2 separate regions of the Mus musculus genome follow, and region 2 is linked to region 1. Evidence: chromatin contacts called from public HiChIP or PLAC-seq data. All regions are on one chromosome and are shown on one strand. Each heading gives the region's core, a stretch centred on a gene start, on an enhancer-like site or on the middle of the called end of the contact. The rest is flanking DNA. Distances are from core to core; before and after follow the strand shown.

Region 1 (2,700 bases), core at 197-2,696:
TTGAAGTACAGCCTTATTACAATGAACTCCAATGTCCAAAAATTGTTCTTATTCTGTGTTTGTACCACAGTAAGAGCTAAGGTTTTAAGTTTTACTAAATTATAAAGATGTGATCAAATCTCTACTATGTCTTATTAAATATATCAACGCCATGAAGGTCAACACTTCCCAGAGTTGGGGACATAGTTCAGATGATAAGGTACTTATCTAGCAGGCATGAAGCTCTGAGTTTGAGCCTCAACACTGCTAAAAACTGGTGTAATGGCACTCTCCTGGACTCAGGAGGTAGATGCAGGAGGATCAATTCGAAGTCATCCTTGTTTGTGTACTGAGTTCAAATCTACCCTGGGATGCCTAAGACCATGTCTCAAAGCAAAAACCTCCCAGCCAGGTTTGGTGATGCTCACCTGTAATCCTAGCATCAAGAAGATAGAGGCAGGAGGATTACAGCAAACTGCAACACCAGTCTAGTAGGTTTGCATAGCAAATCCCAGACCAATTAGAAAGAAAAGAAAAGAAAGTAAAGAAGAAAGGGGCTAAAGAGATGGCTCAGCAGTTAAGAGTACTTGTTGCTTTTTAGAGGTCCTGGATTTCGTTCCTAGCATCCATGTTAGCTGCTAACAACCACCTGTAACTCCACTTCCAGAAGACCCAACACCCTCTTCTGACCTCCGCCGGCACTGCATGCCTGTGGTGCATAGACATACATGCAGACAAAACACCCATACACATGAAATAAAAATAAATCTATAAAAGAAAGCAAGCTCCCCCAAATACATTCCCAAAATAAATAATAAATAATAAATAAAAAACATATCCTATACAGCAATAGCTCAAATCCAGTCTTTGGAGCAGTTTACAATTCCTGTAACTATTGATGTGAGATGAAATTCTGAATATGTACACGCATGGGAGGAGAAATTACATATGGATGTGTGGTCAAATCAGAACTTAGGTTTTACAGCAGACATCAATGAAGCAGGACGGCTGACTGGCAGGAAGACATCTAGAACCCTGGTCCTGAGAGCACAGAGGAGGAACCAGGGATGCTTTGCATGTAAAGAGAACACTTTTGAAGACACGATAACGAGCTTCAATGGATAAAGCTCGATGACGCAATAGCATGGGTCACATATGGACTGACCATCAGGGAGAAGCAAGGACCCAGACCTTGTTAGATTCTGGTCAAAAGAAGGAATCACTTTCCTGTTATTAGCAAGAAGAGGAGAACAGGTAAACTGTGAGTCACAAGAGCAAACCCTGTGGACGGTTCCCTTGGAGGAGCCTCAAGGACGGATAGCTGGCCATGTTGGAGCCAGCGCGCCATGCCTAGGCTGGAGAGGGAGATGGGCGCTGAGAGTGCATCTGCGCTAGGGCACTGCTTAGGCAGTGAGCTGGTGGTTCAGCCTCAGCGGTCCATGTGCAGGATGTGGCTATTCTACGTCTATGCAGTTCAGACGCTTCCTGTGCGGGGATGTGGGAACCTTCTGCAAGGCACATCGGAGGAAGGCTCTTAGCTGCAGTGCGGTTTCCTTTGTGCTTCTGAGTTTCAGACAAGCTATCACGCCTGAGATATATTTGAACAGGGTACGTGATGCATGTGTGTGGCTGGGGATTGAATGTAGGGCCTCATGCAAGCTAGGCAAACACTGTAGCTCTGAGAAACACCCTGGTTGAACAGCATAGCAGTGCTGGCGTGGGTATGCTCTGTGATCTCAGCCATTTTTTAGTGGGATAAAGAGAGAGGGAGGAGCCAGCAGCAACTGTGAAAAGGCCACAGTTAGTGAAAAAACACCCGATATTAGCCTACCAACACTCTCTTTACTCAGACATGTTCTAGTCTCTGGAGCACAGCTGCTGTCTATACTGTAGTTGTCTATTGCATCTCTTCCAGAAGCGTCATTTACAACCCATGCAACTCCAACCAGCAGGTCAACAGGAAGGCAGGGACCCTGAAAGGGGCCAGTGAGTTTCTCACCACACCGGAGTTAAATATCCCTGACTCCCAACAGTCCAGCTGATGAAAAAAGAACGCTTTGTCTCTTGGCCTGATGGCTCTGCATTGGACTGGTTTTCAGGACAATCACCCCAGCTTGCTAATTCTCACACTTGCTAGTTGATTCCATAGCATTTTATTCTATTTTACATTATTCAGAGACAACTTAAGCAGTGTAACGCACAGATGGAAACTACTGAGTGCTTGCATCCCAATGTCTAGGCATTTTGTCTGTCTGAATGGTTTCTTTAGACACCTAATACATACATTAATAATCTCGCAACCAGACTCAATATCTACGATGCAAATTTGAATTACCTGCATACGAGTGAACACTCAGGCTAAAAGTCTTGTCATTTTCTGTTTGTTTATTTGTTTGTTGTGGTTTTTGTTTTTCAAGACAGGGTTTCTTTGTGTAGCCTTGGGCATTCTGGAACTCACTCTGTAGACCAGGCTGGCCTCAAACTCAACAATAAAAATTTTTAAAAGATGATCATTATCATCGTTATTTATGTATATATGTGTGCACCTGCTTGTCTCGGTGTGCACCACGTGCATGCAGTGTCTGTGGGGGCCAGAGGGGGCATAGGACCCCCTAGAACTGGAGGTGCTGTGAGGTGGTGTAGGTGTTGGATTACAAACCTGGGTCATCTACGGGAACACCAGTGTTCATAACTACTGCCCTGTCTCTCCAGTCCTCGCAG
Region 2 (2,869 bases), core at 275-2,774, 2.0 Mb after region 1:
CAACTAAGAGATTTGCACTTTAGTGTACTATTGGGAAGCTATGGCATCCTTTATTTGTCTCTACACTGGATGGATCTGTCTAAATCCAATATTAGCAAGTAGAACCCAACTATGTATAAAACACCATAACTAAGTGAGATTTATCCAAGGCTCAACATTTGAAAAAGCAAATGATGTAAACCAACTACAAACACATCAAGAAGCTAATGAAGGGGAGAGAGACACGGCACAACAGTTAAGAACACGCACTGCTTCTCCAGAAGACCCGGGTTTGGTTCACAGCATTCACACTGGGCATCTCACATCCACCCGCTCCCTACACACACACACACACACACACACACACACACACACACACACACAATTTTAAAAGGAAGTTAAAAAGAAGTCTTAAGTTCACATTAATTGATACAGAAAAAAATCAACCCACAACCTACTCAACCAAAAAACAAAGCAAAACAAAACAAAACAAAACAAAGCCAACACCAATTCACTGCAAAAACTCTTAGTAAACTAAAAATGGAAGGGAACTTCATCAACTTTATTGAGAACATCAACAAAAAACCCTGAAGATAATGTCATATTTAATGATGCTACACAGAGAAAGAAATTAGGAACAACATTAAAATATTTAATTTGCTCTTGTCAGTCTACTTTACTATCATGCTGGAAGTACTTGCCACTACAGTAAGACAAGAAATGAAAACATGAAACCATTTTTCTCCATAGACAATATGATTATCTATGCAGTTAGATAAAACCGACACCCACTGTCAGAGGGAGACTCTTAAGTTAATGGTATAATTCTGAACCGAAAGAGTAAAAATAATTTATTAGATTCATGGTACAGACCACCAGAGGTCACATGATAAAAATTTTAAAAAATATGGCCAGCATATAAAACTAAATTCCATAAAGAGCAACTTGGAGCCAGGTTGGAGCCAGGGGAGGTACTCAATTTACCAAGCTGACCTGTCTACTTAGGCTGTTTGGATCATAGTCTCCTCTACCCAAGCCTAGCCCAGACATTGGCTTCTCTATTGTAGGGCAGGAGAGACATGATGTGGTAGCTGAACACTAGTGAGCTGCTTTAGGGTGATGATGTCTATTCCGTCTTCTTTCTCAAACTTCTCCTGCGCTCAGCCCAAAAAATAGGTGCTTTTTCAAATGTCCATAATTGAACCCAATGAGTTCCTATTCTCTTGATGGTTTCTAGATGTTTTTATGGAGCCATGAACAATTCAATAGCAGAGGCTGCAGTAACTAGTCAACAGTATGAGATCCAACAAAGAAAGAGAATAAAAGGAATAAGCAGGAATGGCGTGCAGAAAGAGAAAAGGCAGGTGTAGAGGCAGATAGACAAGCCTAAGCCCTACACGGTCACACACACGCTGCTAACAAGCAGGTTTCTTAATCTCTCTGAGCCTTGTTTTCTCGATTTTGCAATGAGGATAACGGTGAGACGATGCACAGGAACTTAGCTGGCTGAAAATTACTGAACATGTGTCTTGTTTGCTTACCCAGTCAGTAAGGTCAGCTGCCAATGCCTGCTGCCTTACGTGCCCAAAGCAGACAGGGGCAGAAGGGTTCTACAGGGTGTAATAGACAGCAACGGCACTCTCACCGGACACGGATCTCAGGAGGCTCTTACAGAATCTAGAGTAGGATTCGGAAAGGAAAGAGAACATTTTGAACACAAAGAGGGCACTCAGAGTTAATCGGATGAGTTTCTGAATGGATGCATAAAATAAATGGGTGAATGCTTAGGGGGAAATGAATAAATTAGCATGTCTAAGAAATGATTTAGAAGCAGTGCGCGGATCAGAGAATAAAATTAAAGTAGTTAGCCCTTGATTGCTGCAGAGACGTGTGCTTCCGTGCATGAACCATTCTATAGGTGCCCATGGGACTACTCAGGCATTTTCCAGAGATGGACATTTATATTCCCCTAACCTGTGACAAACTATCTGTCTACAGAAACCACACCCTGTCTGCTTTGACCCCCTGATACTATGCTATCTCTGTGACCTATCTATGACTTGCACTATTAAGTGAATACATTTCCTGTACCCCTTGTAGGACAAGACAACATTTGCACCTGCTGACATATTTAGACTCATGTGTTATCTTAACGGCCGCTGTTCTCTGTTGATAGCAACCACGTCACCTAGATTGCTAGTCAGCTTCCTCCACAAACCACAGGGCAGAAGATTCTCATGAGAAAGAAAAAAAAAGTGCCAAGGATTGTTAAAGTTGGATGTTTGTGTTCTCAAAATGAAGCTCTCAGGTAAGAGTCATGCTTAGATACACCAAGGCCTGGATCCGCAGGGGCTGAGACCAAAGAGGAAGAGAAAGGGAGAGAATGCTAAAGCTCTGAGTTCTAGCTCAGGACACTCATTTTTGTTTGACCCTGGGCATATCATGTGACCTGTTTGGGTACCAGATTTTCTAGAGGACAGTAGAAGTGACTTCTAGGAACTGTGGAGCTCCAACATCTGGAACAGCAGATATGGAGGGCTTATTTTCTATGCTGGAGAAAACAAATTTAGCCCACCTTTCTCTCTGGTCCTGTTTATGGAGTCCCTACTTTTGTCTCCTAGTGAACCAGGCAAGTAAGTGGCTCTGTCATCAGAAAACCAGTGGGTGACCATAGTTGTGTTGATTTGGTGTGTCAATTTCTTGGCTTTTTATTTATTCTTTACTTTCATAAAGAATAAAGGAGACCAGGAGGAGGCCCCCTCTGCCCGCTGAGCCCGTAAATGGGATTTCTCGGCAGTTTGATCTTAGAAATGTCACCACGGGATATTAACAAATTGGATCATGCATGGAGAGTACTAACCAGTATGGCAGGCCTGTCTGGTGAGGAGTA

Evidence for each region. HiChIP or PLAC-seq counts read pairs in DNA pulled down with a chosen protein or histone mark.
Region 2: an H3K27ac HiChIP or PLAC-seq map of T-cell acute lymphoblastic leukemia shows a contact between it and region 1, with 4 times the contacts expected there. The contact joins two enhancer-like sites.

What each region holds. Positions count from the first base shown.
Region 1 is chr17:84,843,660-84,846,359 of GRCm38.p6, forward strand. No RefSeq gene overlaps it. Among named protein-coding and RNA genes, the nearest start is that of Gm46582, 29 kb to the left of the region's middle. Within about 2 kb of position 1,447, at least 75 of the 459 cell types and tissues checked have an H3K27ac peak or open chromatin away from gene starts, as enhancers often do. A contact at or near this core is called in T-cell acute lymphoblastic leukemia, where this site is marked.
Region 2 is chr17:86,878,532-86,881,400 of GRCm38.p6, forward strand. No RefSeq gene overlaps it. Among named protein-coding and RNA genes, the nearest start is that of Tmem247, 37 kb to the right of the region's middle. Within about 2 kb of position 1,525, at least 31 of the 459 cell types and tissues checked have an H3K27ac peak or open chromatin away from gene starts, as enhancers often do. A contact at or near this core is called in T-cell acute lymphoblastic leukemia, where this site is marked.